Linked DNA regions of Sus scrofa: region 1 is linked to region 2. The links are chromatin contacts, called in public targeted proximity ligation maps. All regions are on one chromosome and are shown on one strand. The core of a region is the stretch at or near the end of the contact, and the rest is flanking DNA. Distances in the headings are between cores, read along the strand shown.

The links.
Region 1: a contact with region 2 is called in a targeted proximity ligation map of skeletal muscle. A contact is called at or near these places in 1 of 5 promoter capture datasets (fetal skeletal muscle), 5 of 47 Hi-C or Micro-C datasets (embryonic fibroblasts, fibroblasts, heart right ventricle and 1 more) and 1 of 2 datasets of targeted methods (skeletal muscle).

Annotation. Positions count from the first base shown.
Region 1 is chr5:77,071,144-77,078,091 of Sscrofa11.1, forward strand. It overlaps LOC110260812, which reads left to right and starts at 5,580. Exons shown (of 1, transcript XM_021092993.1): 1 at 5,580-6,948. The coding sequence starts at 5,780. The coding sequence ends at 6,730. It overlaps SLC38A1 (sodium-coupled neutral amino acid transporter 1), which reads right to left and starts at 5,580. Exons shown (of 18, transcript XM_003355629.4): 1 at 5,257-5,580.
Region 2 is chr5:76,975,742-76,981,787 of Sscrofa11.1, forward strand. All of the region lies in intron 2 of LOC106510388 (a long non-coding RNA gene), which reads left to right. Among named protein-coding and RNA genes, the nearest start is that of SLC38A1, 98 kb to the right of the region's middle.

The sequences.
Region 1 (6,948 bases), core at 4,330-6,829, 98 kb after region 2:
GGCTTCATTTGGTTCTACAGCCACCAGTTCGCAATGTAAACAAAACTAGTTTAATACATCAAACCTGACTTTTCCTCTGTGCTCTGTCCTGCCTCTCTCCCACTGGGGGCCTCCTCCTCCCAGACCTTGGATGCTAACCTCTCCCTTTCCCCTTCCTTTCCATTGTCTCTTTCTTTTCCAGTCTTCTTCATCACTTCTAAGAGATGGAAATTGAGATCCACACATTAAATCTTTATGTGGTGCTGGCTGCATCACTGGACAGGCGTCCATGCCTGGGAAAATTCAGGTTATGAATTGTAACCTGAGGCTGTGGCTCCAGGATGTCAACAACTGGTTGGCTTAGTCAAGTCAGGGGGAAAAGCCAGTCAAGCTCATAATTTCACATTACCAAGACTTTATCGAACAGTATATGAAAGTCTTCATTTCCGCTTTTGTTTCACTTGCTTTTGAATCTAAACCACCGCCTATGACAATTAGCCCTGGTGGCATTCTTTAAAAAATTCCCATGTCTGGGCTCCACCCCAGGCCAACCAAATCTGAATCTCCGGAAATGGAGTCTGGACACCCTGTAGCTTTTAAAAGACCCCAAGTGAGTCTCATGGGAAGCCCATATTGATAATCACTAACCTTGACCCACCTCCTAACCCACAGATCTATCAGTGTGTTTAACACTAGCTGATCATCATCTTGAAGAGGTTTTTTGTTTTTCGTGGTTTTGTTTTTTGTTTTTTGTTTTTTTTTTTGGCTGTACCTGTGGCATATGTAAGTTCGTGGGCCAGGGGATCAAACTCAAGCTGCAGCTGTGACCTACGTCACAGCTGTTGCAATGATGGATCCTTGAGCCACTGAGCCACAGGGTGGTGGGGGGGGTAGGGGACAGGGACTCCTAGAAGAGTCCTTTTAACTTGTTCAAGGATATTTTCAGCTCTGTTCTCATTGTATGGTAACAATTCTGAGTCAGACAGCTCGGACCCTTTTTTTTTTTTTTTTGTCTGCACATGCAGCATATGGAAGTTCCCAGACTAGGGATCAAATCCAAGTTGCAGTAGCAGCTACAACTGCAGAAATGCCAGAGTAAGGATAGATCCTTCACCCACTGCACCAGACTGGGGATCGAACCTGTGCCACAGCAGAGACAATGCTGGAGGACCCTTAACCTGCTGCACCACAGCAAGAACTCCTCAGACACTATTATTAGCATTGGATAGATAAAAAAATGAGGAATAAAAATGTTAACTGAGGAGTTCCTGCTGTGGCACAACAGGACTGGTAGCGGCTCTGCATAGCGCGTTAAAGGAGCCGGCATTGCCACAACAGCAGCTGAAGTTGCAGCTGTGGCCCGGACCTGATCCCTGGCCTTGGGACTCCATATGCCATGGGGGCGGCAAAAAAATTAAAAATTAAAAAAAAAGTTAACTCAGGAGTTCCCGTCATGGCTCAGTGGTTAACGAATCCGATTAGGAACCATGAGGTTGCGGGTTCGATCCCTGGCCTTGCTCAGTGGGTTAACGATCCAGCGTTGCCGTGAGCTGCGATGTAGGTCACAGACGCAGCTCAGATCTTGCGTTGCTATGGCTCTAGTGTAGGCCAGCAGCTACAGTTCCGATTAGACCCCTAGCCTGGGAACCTCCATATGCTGCGGGAGCGGCCCAAGAAATGGCAAAAAGACAAAAAAAAAAAAAAGTTAACTCAGTTACCCAAGTGGACCCACCTAAGTATTTGCAAAGACACGTTGTAGCTTCACCAGAGGCAGAGTTCCTTGATTACAACCTGGATGCTTGCAGAGTTTTCCCAAACCATGGTGCTTCCCTATCACTGAATTCCTTTACTAAGTAACCCTAACACACAGGTGATGAGTAGAAACCAATGAAAAAGGTGAAATCAACTTTCACAAATACGTGTCATGACGTCTTAATGAGACTCAATTTAGGGTCAGTGCTCTAAGGTGTCTTTCTGTAAAGTCTATGATGTTATTTGGAATATGCTCACCTTTCGTAGACACATTCTCTTAGAGACGGAAAAGATTCAGATAATTTCTATTAAGATGTTATTTTCAGGAAAGTGTTTTAAAATGATTAAATATTCATTGACCAGTAGAAGTAGAGGGAGCTTTCCTGATCAACTTTCCCCACCCCCTGAGAGATGAGAAACCAGAAGTCCCTTTTAATTCAGTATGTGTGGAGCACTAACACTGTGCCAAGCACTTCGTATCCATTATCTTCACTCAACCTTCAGGGTAACTCACTATGATGGGTACAATACCATCGATACCATCATTATCATCATTCCCATTCAAATGAGAATGGGAAAAAAAAAAAAAACCCTGAGGCTCAGAGATGCTGAACAACTTGCCCAAGGTCCCCGGGGCTGGTAAGTTGAGACCTGGCATTTACATTTGATACAAAGTATATGGCCTTACTCTCCCAAGGTGATCGGTGAACACTTATGTGAAGAGGTAGAGAAGTGGCATTTGGGCTAAGCCTTCACAAATAGCACTTCAGTAGGCCTTCCAGTTTGCAATCAACATCACTATGGAGGGAGATGAGTGACAGGGAGGGCATGGGGTGAACAGGGAGAAAGAGGTGGGAAGAGGTAAGGAGCAGATTGTAGAGGGTCCTGCGTGTCCGGCTCAGGGACTAAAATTTCAATTACAGGCAGTGGAAACACACTGAAGGTTTTTAGAAGCAAGGTCATTTTAAAATGAGTTTCAAAAATATAGATCACATGGAAGGGTCAAGACTGAATTAGGGAAGCAGAGCTTGGAGTGGAGGAGACCCACTAGAAGCCCATCGCACCTCCTTTGCCATGCACTGTGCTTGCATCCACTCCCTGGAGGGCTGGTTTCTTCAAGGCACCTACATATCTAGTTCATGGTTCTTCTATTCTGACCCACTGCTGCCACTTGCCCTGTCCAGGTCAGGTGTCAGAGACCTGAACCTGGGCAGTGGGGAGAAGCTGAGAAGACAGGTTTGTGCAGGGGCCAAAAGTGGAGAGAAGAGAGAAGGAGAAGCAGAGTAGAAAAAGACTCTGATGTTTCAACTTAGCAGGGGAACAAATAATGACATATAGAAAGAAAGAGGTGGTCAACAGTAACAGAAAGAGGTGAACAGGATGTTTTGGCCAAGATCTCAGTCCAACGGGCATTTATTAAGCAGCTACTCTGGGCTGGGCATTAGGGGAACAACAGTGACTAAGACTGGTTTTTGCCCTCACATCGCACCCAGAGGGAGGAAAAGACCTGGCCTCCTAGTTTCAGGACAAGTATGCCCTGTCCCCCAGGCCCTCCTAGAGGGTCATCTATCTCAAGCATCCTACCCCATCACATGATCTTGTTTTATTTCTTCACTGCAGGACCAAATCTTCAAAATTAATTTCTAGGTGCATTTATTGTCTGTTTTCCCCAGGAGAATGGAAGTCTCACAGAAACAGGAACTTGATCTTAGTTGCTATGGGTGCCACATAAACCTTCAGTAGGAAACACTTACTGAATACTTTGGGGTGGGGGGAGTGAATAAACCTCAAGTTTAATACCTCAAGCCAAACTAAGTGAGTTTTACAAGGCGATATAGTGAGAACTGCGGAGGAAAAAAAAAAAAAACATTTTGAGGTTGGGGTTCAAACCAAATTCCAGGAGGCCCTCCATGGATCAGATAGAGCCCCATTTTGGCCGTTCTGCATGGATTCCAGGCATACCCACCCCGCCAGAGACGTTTTACAATGAGGCCAGCCAGCCACCTAGCTCAGGTTTTATTTCCGTTGTCCTTCTGACGTCAGAAAAAGCACGAGTTGCTGCACAGTTTCTTCTATCAAGGTGACAAATTACAGGCTTGCTGGGCCTTGCAGTCTGCAAACCATAGATTTAGTCTCTCCTCCCCTCTACGTTAAAAAATTTTAAACCCACGGCAGAGATGCCAGATCCCTTCCCAAATGCAAATACATAACGTTTCCTCTCGCTGGGGTCTTTTCCCCTCTACTACACACATCCCAGGGATTCGACTGCGATAGTATACGATCCTGGTGGCAGTTAGATTTTCACCGGAGAACCAGCGCTATGAAAACTGGGTCCGCGCCGCAGAGGGCGACACAAAGGACTCTAGATTGTAGCACCACCTTCCCAAGCCGAAGACAGCCTGTGAAAGGCACCAGAAGCGCCGTGACGCTCTTACCGCGAAATTCTTTTTGCCGCCATATGTACTTACTTGTGCCTTCTTCACTGTCTACGGTTCAGCCCAAGCCCTGGGCCGGGCGGTTCCGCAGGGAAGCGACGCCCAGGCAGCCCCGTAACCTGGGGGTCCCAGTGGATGCTGAGGCTCCCGATGCTCCGGGAAGCGGATTGCCGCGGTGGGGACGCGCACTAGTGCGAAGGAGCGTTTTCCTTCCAGCACTGCTGGCGGCGAGGTTAAAGGCCTTTTGTGGCCACCTTTAGGGACCTGAGCGAGATGCAGGTCTTGGGAGAGGAGGTGGGAATGGAGACGAGGATCCTCCGAGCCCCGGCCCCCGTGCAAGCGGTGGCCTTTTGTTCGTCAGCTCCAGCAGATCCCAGCTCTCAGAAAACCGCAATTCTCCTTTTCTCCCCTTCTTTGTTTGGGAAAGAACCTCTTCGGGGCGGGAAAGGGCAGTGAGTCACTGCCAGCATCCTTTAGTAATGCTCCCCGCCCCGCATCCTCCCACTCCTCTCGGTTACTGAGAGCCGGGCAGAGCTCGAGAAGGGCCGGCACGCGTGCTCCTGTTTACTCCCGCTCCGCGCCTCCGCTCCCCAGGCCAGCAGCCAGTCCCTAAGACCCAGCCGGCCGCACGCAACCCCCCGGAAACATCACATGTCCTCCTTAGGGCCCTGCAGACACAGGAAATTCCCCGCAAATGCCCGGCATTCATACACTCCTCGGGTACGCAGTCTCGCCCTCATGTCGGCTGCGCTCTCCCCCCGCGTGGTCCCTGATCCTCATATAATTTAACCAAATCTGGTGCCACAATCTGCCACTCTGAAAACAAGACCCCAGAAGTAAGCCACAGCCCACTCAAAGGTGAAATCGGGCTCCGGCGCCTCCTTACTCTGCTGCGGGCAGTCAGAAGAACCGGAGTTCTGGACTTTTCTTAAAGGCAAAAATCCCAACGCATCCCGCACAGCCGCGCACTCCTTCCTTTCACGCCGCATGGATGACTTCTGCGTTACCGTCTCCTCTCACATCTAAAACATCCCTTCCCCTCCCCGCCGCCACTCCCTCAGCTCTCCCGGGGAGTGGAAAATCGCCTTACCTGGGATAATAAAGGGAAAAGTGGCGAAGGGAGACGTCAAGATATCCGCCCTTCCGGGCTTTTCCCCCGGCGAGCGATGTCCTTTGTGTCAAGGTCTGGCTGCTTCGACGGGGAAAAGGTGGCCTCCGTCAGCTAGAGTTGGGCGGGGAGGCTCGGCGTGGCGTGGCGGGAGGAAGGTGAAGGGCGGCGACCTTCAGGAGGAGCGGTGTGGCTGCCCCAGCCTGCGCTCTCTTGGCTCTCTCCTCCTCCTTTTGGGGCCGATTGCATCAGAAGCTCCCCCACGACCAATCCCCATCCACACAGTGTTCGCCAGCCTCACACTTACATCCACACGCTCGACCGCTGAGGGTCCCGAGTCGCAGTCATTCTCCTACAGGGGGCGCGTCGCCCTGGCGCAACCATGGCTCGTGATGGTTTAGCGGGGAAAGTCAGGCTATTCCTCCTCGTCCCGTGAGCCGTCGCCTCTGCTCTTGCGCGCCCGCTCTTTAACCGAAGCTGCGTGTCTCTGAGCGGTGCCCGTCACATGGTGACCCCGCCGGCGGCCGCCCCTTGGAGCCTCCCGGTCGCAGCCCGCCGAGGATGCAGCGACCGCAGCTGGCGGAGACTGAGCATCATCGCAAGAGGCAGGCAGGGGTTGCGAACGCGCGTGTGCTGGGCGCGCCGGCGGTGGCACCGGGAGCGGAGGCTGCGCGCAGCCTGGACACCTGCCCCACGCCCTCCTGGGGCCGGGCAGCAAGCCAGAACCCAGTCGCGGCGGCGGCTGGAGACCCGGAGCCCTCGGGGATGGAGATGGGGGTTGCTGAGGGGGTTCGGAAGGAGGCCAGGAGGGCTGGTGGCTTGGGGGCGAGGGGCGCGTTTGGGATACGCCAGGGCCGAGCGGGGACGCGCTAGCGCGGGAGTTGCATTGTGGGAAGGGAGCTGGGAGAGGATGGCGGCCGGAGTGGTGGGTCCGCGCGTAGCCCCGCGAGTCACGGGCAGCGAGGGAACGGCGTGTCGGCTCCCGGGACTGCAACAAAATACCGGGGTTGCCGGGGGTGGGGGCGAAGTGGCCAGAGCCCCGGGGCGCGCCAGCACCCCTGGACACCCTTTGTGCGTAACCCGCCGACGGAGGCGCCTCCCCTCTTCCGGATACCTCGCCAGCCCTCCCGGAGCTCTGTGCTGGGGGACTTTCTTTGGGGGATTGGTGATTTTGCTGGACTGCAGGTGGGCTTCGGCCCGCGGGGAGACCCCACGTAATCCCGGCCCTGGGGCCCGGCGCGTCTGGGTTCACGGAACCGGGCGCTCGAAATCGGGGGTCAGCGTGGGGCGAGAGAGCAGGTTGGAGGAGACTGGGACAGCTGGGCCCGTTTCCCTTTCTTTTGCTCTCTCTTTGTTCCAGGCACAGCTCCTTTGCACTGACTGGACACTTCCTTGCAGGGACGTGTGTTTCCTTAAAATGGCGACAGGAAATCCCACCTGCGCGCCAGCCAATTAGACTGTCAGCACCGCGCGAATTTGCGGGGTGGAAACTCGAGCCTTTTATTGACGGGAATGGTTCCGTCTCCGTGTTCCATCAAAACAGGAAAGGGAAGGTGAATCATCATTCAAAAATTAACCTACCTGGAGAATTTCAAGCGGGCAGACCGAGTAGTCTGTGCCATGGAGGGACTATGGTTTTTTTAATCATCGCTGGAAAAACGAGAGGACAACCAC
Region 2 (6,046 bases), core at 1,765-4,264:
AGTATATTTGCTCCAGATGCAGTGCTTTGCTCATAGAAATATAGAGTTTTCCTTTCTCCAGCATTAGTTTCTGTTTTAATTAAAAAATAATATGTGAACATTGTAAGCATTTATGTAGCACAAGAGTGAACACTGAGGTGTGTCTGTTTCTACAACTTCCTTCCAGAGGCATTTACTAGAAATTTCTCTCTCTCTCTCTCTCTCTCTCTCTATATATATATATATATATATATATATACATATATATATGTGTGTGTGTGTACCTTTTGTTTCATATAAATAGGAATATCCTAAGTATCTCATCTGTAGCTTTTTAAAATTCATGTATCTTAAACGTAGTTCTATCTGAACACAAATAGATCTAGCTCATTGTTTGTAATGACTTTCTAGCATCCCAAGCAAGGTTGGGCCATAATTTATTTAACCAGTCCCCTATAGGTGGCCACTCAGATCATGTCCAATCTTTTGCTTTTACAATGGTGAAATGAACATCCTCATACATTTTTCTTTAAGGACATGTGGGAGAAAATATGTAAGATTAAAATTATAGCAGTGGAATTGTTCTAAATATATATGTGTCATAATGCTCATTGAACCTTAGATTTTTTAGTTAGATAATATTTTAGAAATTACATAATTGACTTTCAAATAGTTACTGCATACTGAATGACTTTTGCAGAGAATCATTTAAACATGCAGAGACAAAAATACTAATAAGTATGGAAAAGGTTTACAAATTGATTTGACATTTATTCCAAATAAGATAAACTTGGATTAAAATTAATAAACTGTAAAGTGGTAGCCAAAGACCACTGAAGCTGTCATACACTGGTTGAGAAGCAGCATTTGAGTGGTTAAAATCAGGGCGTTGGAAACCAGACTTTCCTGTGTTGGAATCCATGGTATACCTCTCCTTAGCTATATGACTTTGGGCAAATTTACTTAACTTCTCTGGGTCTCAGCTTCCTCATTTTTAAAATCCTACTTCATAGGGTTGTAATGAGAATGAATGACTACATATGGAACACTTAGAGCGGGATTGTATAACAGTATATATAACAGTAACTGTTAGGCACTAGGTTAGGTGTCCTTAGAATGACAGTGGTGAGGGAGGAAAGAGTTACCAAATGAACTCATTGGTAACATATTCACAGACTAGAGAACTGAAATGCAAGAGTGAGATTGGGAAAAAATAGATATAAAAGCATGTTTATCTGTGGTGTTCATTTGACATAGCTGGAGAATCTTTGCCTTTGTTTTCCAGGAAACACAATTGTTCTTGGCTCTATTTTAGAGGATGCACATGGCTCAGTACAGGATGAGACTGATTTTGGCAAATGAATGGAACATTGGAGTGTTCAGTTTTAAGGCTTAATCAATTAAGCCATTCATTAAACATCCTAATACAACAATACAAGAAAATGATTGTTTAGAGTGTTGAATGTGATTTTTGCCGCTTGAATCAATTGCTTTGTTCCATTCATGAGAATAGCAGAAATTTTTAACAACATTATATAGTGTTTTTCATTTTTGAAGAACTTAAAGCTTGCATAATTTTATATAGTGTTGAGTAAAACCATTAAACAGATGTATTTGATCCACATGTGTTTACCTATAAATGCCATACTATTAATGGTCCCTTAAATTTATGTAGTGATGATAACAATAATTCTGTACATTTGCATAGTGCTTAAAATTCCTTTACAAATTTTTCAATTTTCGAGGACTGGGTCCATTTTTTTTTTCATCATATGCTCCTTTAACCTCTATTCTTGAAAAAATAAAGTAAGAAATTGGGACACTAAACTTCTTTAACATTAGTTTAAAGAAAAAAATACTTTTCTATTGCAGAGGAAACATATAGTCAGGAGGAAGTATAAAATTAATTCCTGTTGTAATAGTAATTGCATGATAACATTAGCTGTAAAAGAAATCATGTGAGAGTCTGATACCATTAAAATTAGTTGATTTCAGTAGGACACAAATGGTACGGATCCTTTTTGGTGGTGGGGAAGAAATTTGTCTTTTCCTGAGAGGTTTTACAGGTGAAAATAAGGCAGAAATCACGTTTTGTTATTAAGCTATTTAGAAATGCAATTTCTGCCTTATTTTCACCTGTAAAACCTCTTAGGAAAAGACAAATTTCTACCAGCTAAAAGAAAAACAACAAAACCTTGTCATTTAATTTTTTCATTGCACAAACTATAGGATTCCAGATGGTGGTGCTGTTTTCATGAAAGAAAACATTTCTATAAATCTGTTTCTTTTTTAGAGATAAATGATTATAATTGCTCTTTTATTTGCAAATTGAGCTGTTAAAGCAACAATGCCATACAGATACAATTTCTCTTAATCTTTAAAAAGCTACTGCTTTCAATTTGGGATTATTTTAATCTATAGTGATTAATCAGCAACGTGCTTAGCAAAAAGATAGTGGTATATTTATTTATGGCAGGTAGTAACATAAAAATGTGCATCATCATTCTTTATATTTGAAAAGCAAAATGTGCAGAGAATGCTCTTATCTTTGCAAACCACAGTGCTATATTAATGAAGATTAAAAAAAATACCTATAGAAAAGGTACAAAAATTTAAGGTGGTTAAAATGGCAATATTATTCAAATTCAAGGAAGCAGACTGTTAAAACCACACATTACATAAGTCCCAACAGTACTGCTTTTTAGATAATGTTTTGTTGTTATTTGTTTTCTTCAATTTTGCCTCCTTGATGTGAGAGTCATAAGGAGAGAAAAGTGTTTATGTATTTTTATTTTTAAAAGAAAATTCCTTTCTTTCTATAAAGCTTTCGATCTGAAATAATTCCTAAATACCTGTATTTGTCTCTCTGAATACCTGTGGATGCTTAATGGGAAAAACATTACCATGTATTTACTTAAATTAGAGAAATACCAATGTTTCTCGCAGAAGATCTGCAGCAGTTCTGTGTCTGGGCAGAGAGTTGTTTCTGGTGTGGAGATTGTCCCTGGCAGAAGCCCATTTTAAAATGAGGACAGCTGGGACTTGGGCTGAGTAAATTGGGCCTTGCTTCTCTGTGACACCTCAAGGAGAAAGTTAATGACAGGAGCTGAGCTCTGCTGGAATAAAAAGATAAGATGACCATTTCAATCCACTTCTGGCATCAAGGAGACCTCCCCAATTACACGTGCACAGAAAGACTCCTAGGGGTCAGAAAGGGAGGGTACCCCAAGCCATATTAAGTCCCGATAACCCCAGAACACTTTGCTCTGGAACCCATCTTGCCCAAAGTGCACACATATCAGAGAGGGCCCTGGGTCCAGTCAGGTGTGAGAAACAAAACAAGATAATTGGCCTAAGGAAAGCAAAGACCCAGAAGAACTGTCCTATGTAAGTGATTTAAATCACCTCTCTGGCACACTCCTCACTGAGGACCCCCTCACCTGAGCGCCTCCGTTGGGTGTGTATTACCACTTTGCTTCTGCCTTAGATAAACAGACTACTTCTCTGTGTGCTCTCCCACCTGGTATACTGTATAAACCGGTACAGGTATAAACTTTATACCTGTTTTTACAATCGTCGCCTCCTTAAAACATTCTTCCTTTCAACAGGGAGCAAGAATCAGGGCAATTCTACTTTCAGCCTCTCTCCTGTCTAGTGGCTAGGCTTCTTGGGCCTGCCCAGGTTCAATTCCTGAGCAGAGAATTAAGATCTCACTTCAAGCCATCACTCACTGCTGTCTCTCCGAGATCACTTAGGCTTATCTCCTCCTGATTGCAGGACAACTGCTATAACCTAGGTGTGCCTCATTAAATAGAAGAAGAGTCATTTCATTCCTTGAGTTATTTGTAAGGAAAATCTTTCCCTGAAGGACCACTACCCCAACCCCAGCAGACCTGCTTTCATGTATCTTGTATTTTTAGCCATGTACAGCACATGCTCATGCCTAAACCAGGATTGGCTTAGATCAATAAAAATTCACCTCCTGGAGGTAGAAAGGACCCAGATATCCAAATCTCAATGAAATTGGATTCTATTAGCAATAAAGAATGGGAAGAAGGAATGACAGTTTTGTAGGCTACCAACGGGGCCAGCCATGTTGGTAAATGGTGATTATTTGATATCACCATGCCCATAGGCTAGGATCAAAAACATATTGCATGGCTATTAACATCCTGTACCTCTAAGAGATGTCATTGATTAACAATGATGTGGCTCTTTAATGAGTCACTTATTCAACATCAGATATTACTTTTTTTTTTTTTTTTGCAAGAATAATACAAATAACTCCACCACCACCTCCAATTTGGGCTTAAATTGCCAACATGATGCCCCTTTACTCACAAATATTTAAGAAAGTAATTCCTACAAACATGGATATTCTTCTGCAGAACTACAATACATCCATCAAAATCAAGAAATTAACACCAGTACATTATTACTTCCATCTAATTCTCAGAAACTTTTAGAAGTTTAAATTAGGACTGACTTTACCTCTTGTCCCAATAATGTTTTTTATAACTATAGGAACCAATTCAAGATTGTGTGTTGCATTTAGTTGTGGCCTTCAATTGGGAAGAGTATTCCTCAGTCTTTCCTCGACTCTCATGACCTTGACACTCTTGATGATTATGGGCCAATTAGTTTTTAGAGTATTTCCTAGTTTGGGTTTATCTGATGTTTCCTCATGATTAGATTCAAGTAAAGCATTTTTGGCAGCAGTATCACAGAAAGGATGCTGCAATCTTATTGTATAGCACAGAGAATTATATCCAGTCTCTTGGGATAGAACATGATGGAAGAGATGAGAAAAAGAATGATTATATATGTATGCCTGGGTCATTTTGCTATATAGCAGAAAGTGGCACAATACTGTAAATCAACTGTGTGCCAATAAAAATATGTATTATTTATATTATATATTAAGTGTATATATTTATAATTGCATTTATAATATATGACATGTGTTATATGTCAGTACATTTAAAGAAAGCTTTGATTGTAGACAACCCTTATAATTTTATACCCAAATTAAAAAAAAAATAACGCAGTTGCTCATGCATTGTGGCCATATTGATGGTACACATTCCATCCCTTTTTGGTCAGAATTTCTGAGCTTCCTAAGAGGCAAAACTGATTAACAAAAAAAGAAAAAAGTGGAGTTCCCATCGTGGCACAGCAGAAACGAATCCGACTAGGAACAATGAGGTTGCGGGTTCGGTCCCTGGCCTTGCTCAGTGGGTTCAGCACTGCCGTGAGCTGTGGTGTACTTTGCAGACACGGCTCAGATCCCACATTGCTGTGGCTCTGGCGTAGGCCGGCGGCTACAGCTCCAGTTAGACCCCTAGCCTGGGAACCTCCATATGCTGCAGGTGTGGCCCTCAAAAGACAAAAAGACAGAAAAAAAAAAAGAAGAAGAGAAAAGTATATTCACTTCTCTTCTTTGAGCAGATTGAGATGCATATCTGGTTCAAAAGAGAACCTAGGTGAAGTGGTGAAAAGTCAGAGGTATGTTGGGAAGTGATATATCTACATGGAGGTTTTTTGTTTTTTGTTTTTTTCCAGAAAGTAGTACTTTACACACACTAGACAGTAAGTATTTGTTGAATAACATTGAATTTTAGGGTAGAGCACAATGAAAAACATTTGGTGAGCATCAAATCAAAAGAAACAGGAATAGAAAATCATTGTGGCAGAAGACCAAAGAATTACCAGCCAGATGGAAGAAATAGATGATGTTTTCTTACTGTAGATTATAAAACCAAGACTAAGGCATGATATTACAGAATTAGAAAGAATATGGTGTACTTTTTACTTCACTGCTCCATAGTTTAATCTCTTGAGCGGCTCTGAAGGCCACCCTGTCCTGATTTCTGAGCAGAAAGAAGGAACCTATTTATTAAGGTGATACATCAGGATCCTTGTGAAAAAGCGGTTATCTCAAGGTTTAGATTATCAAATAAGGGATTGTGGGGCATGGATAAAATACACATGAAGCCTGAGAAAAGCAGATTCCAAGAGTTCAGAGAAAATTCATTACCTGAGACATGTCAAAAATAAGGCAGATCTC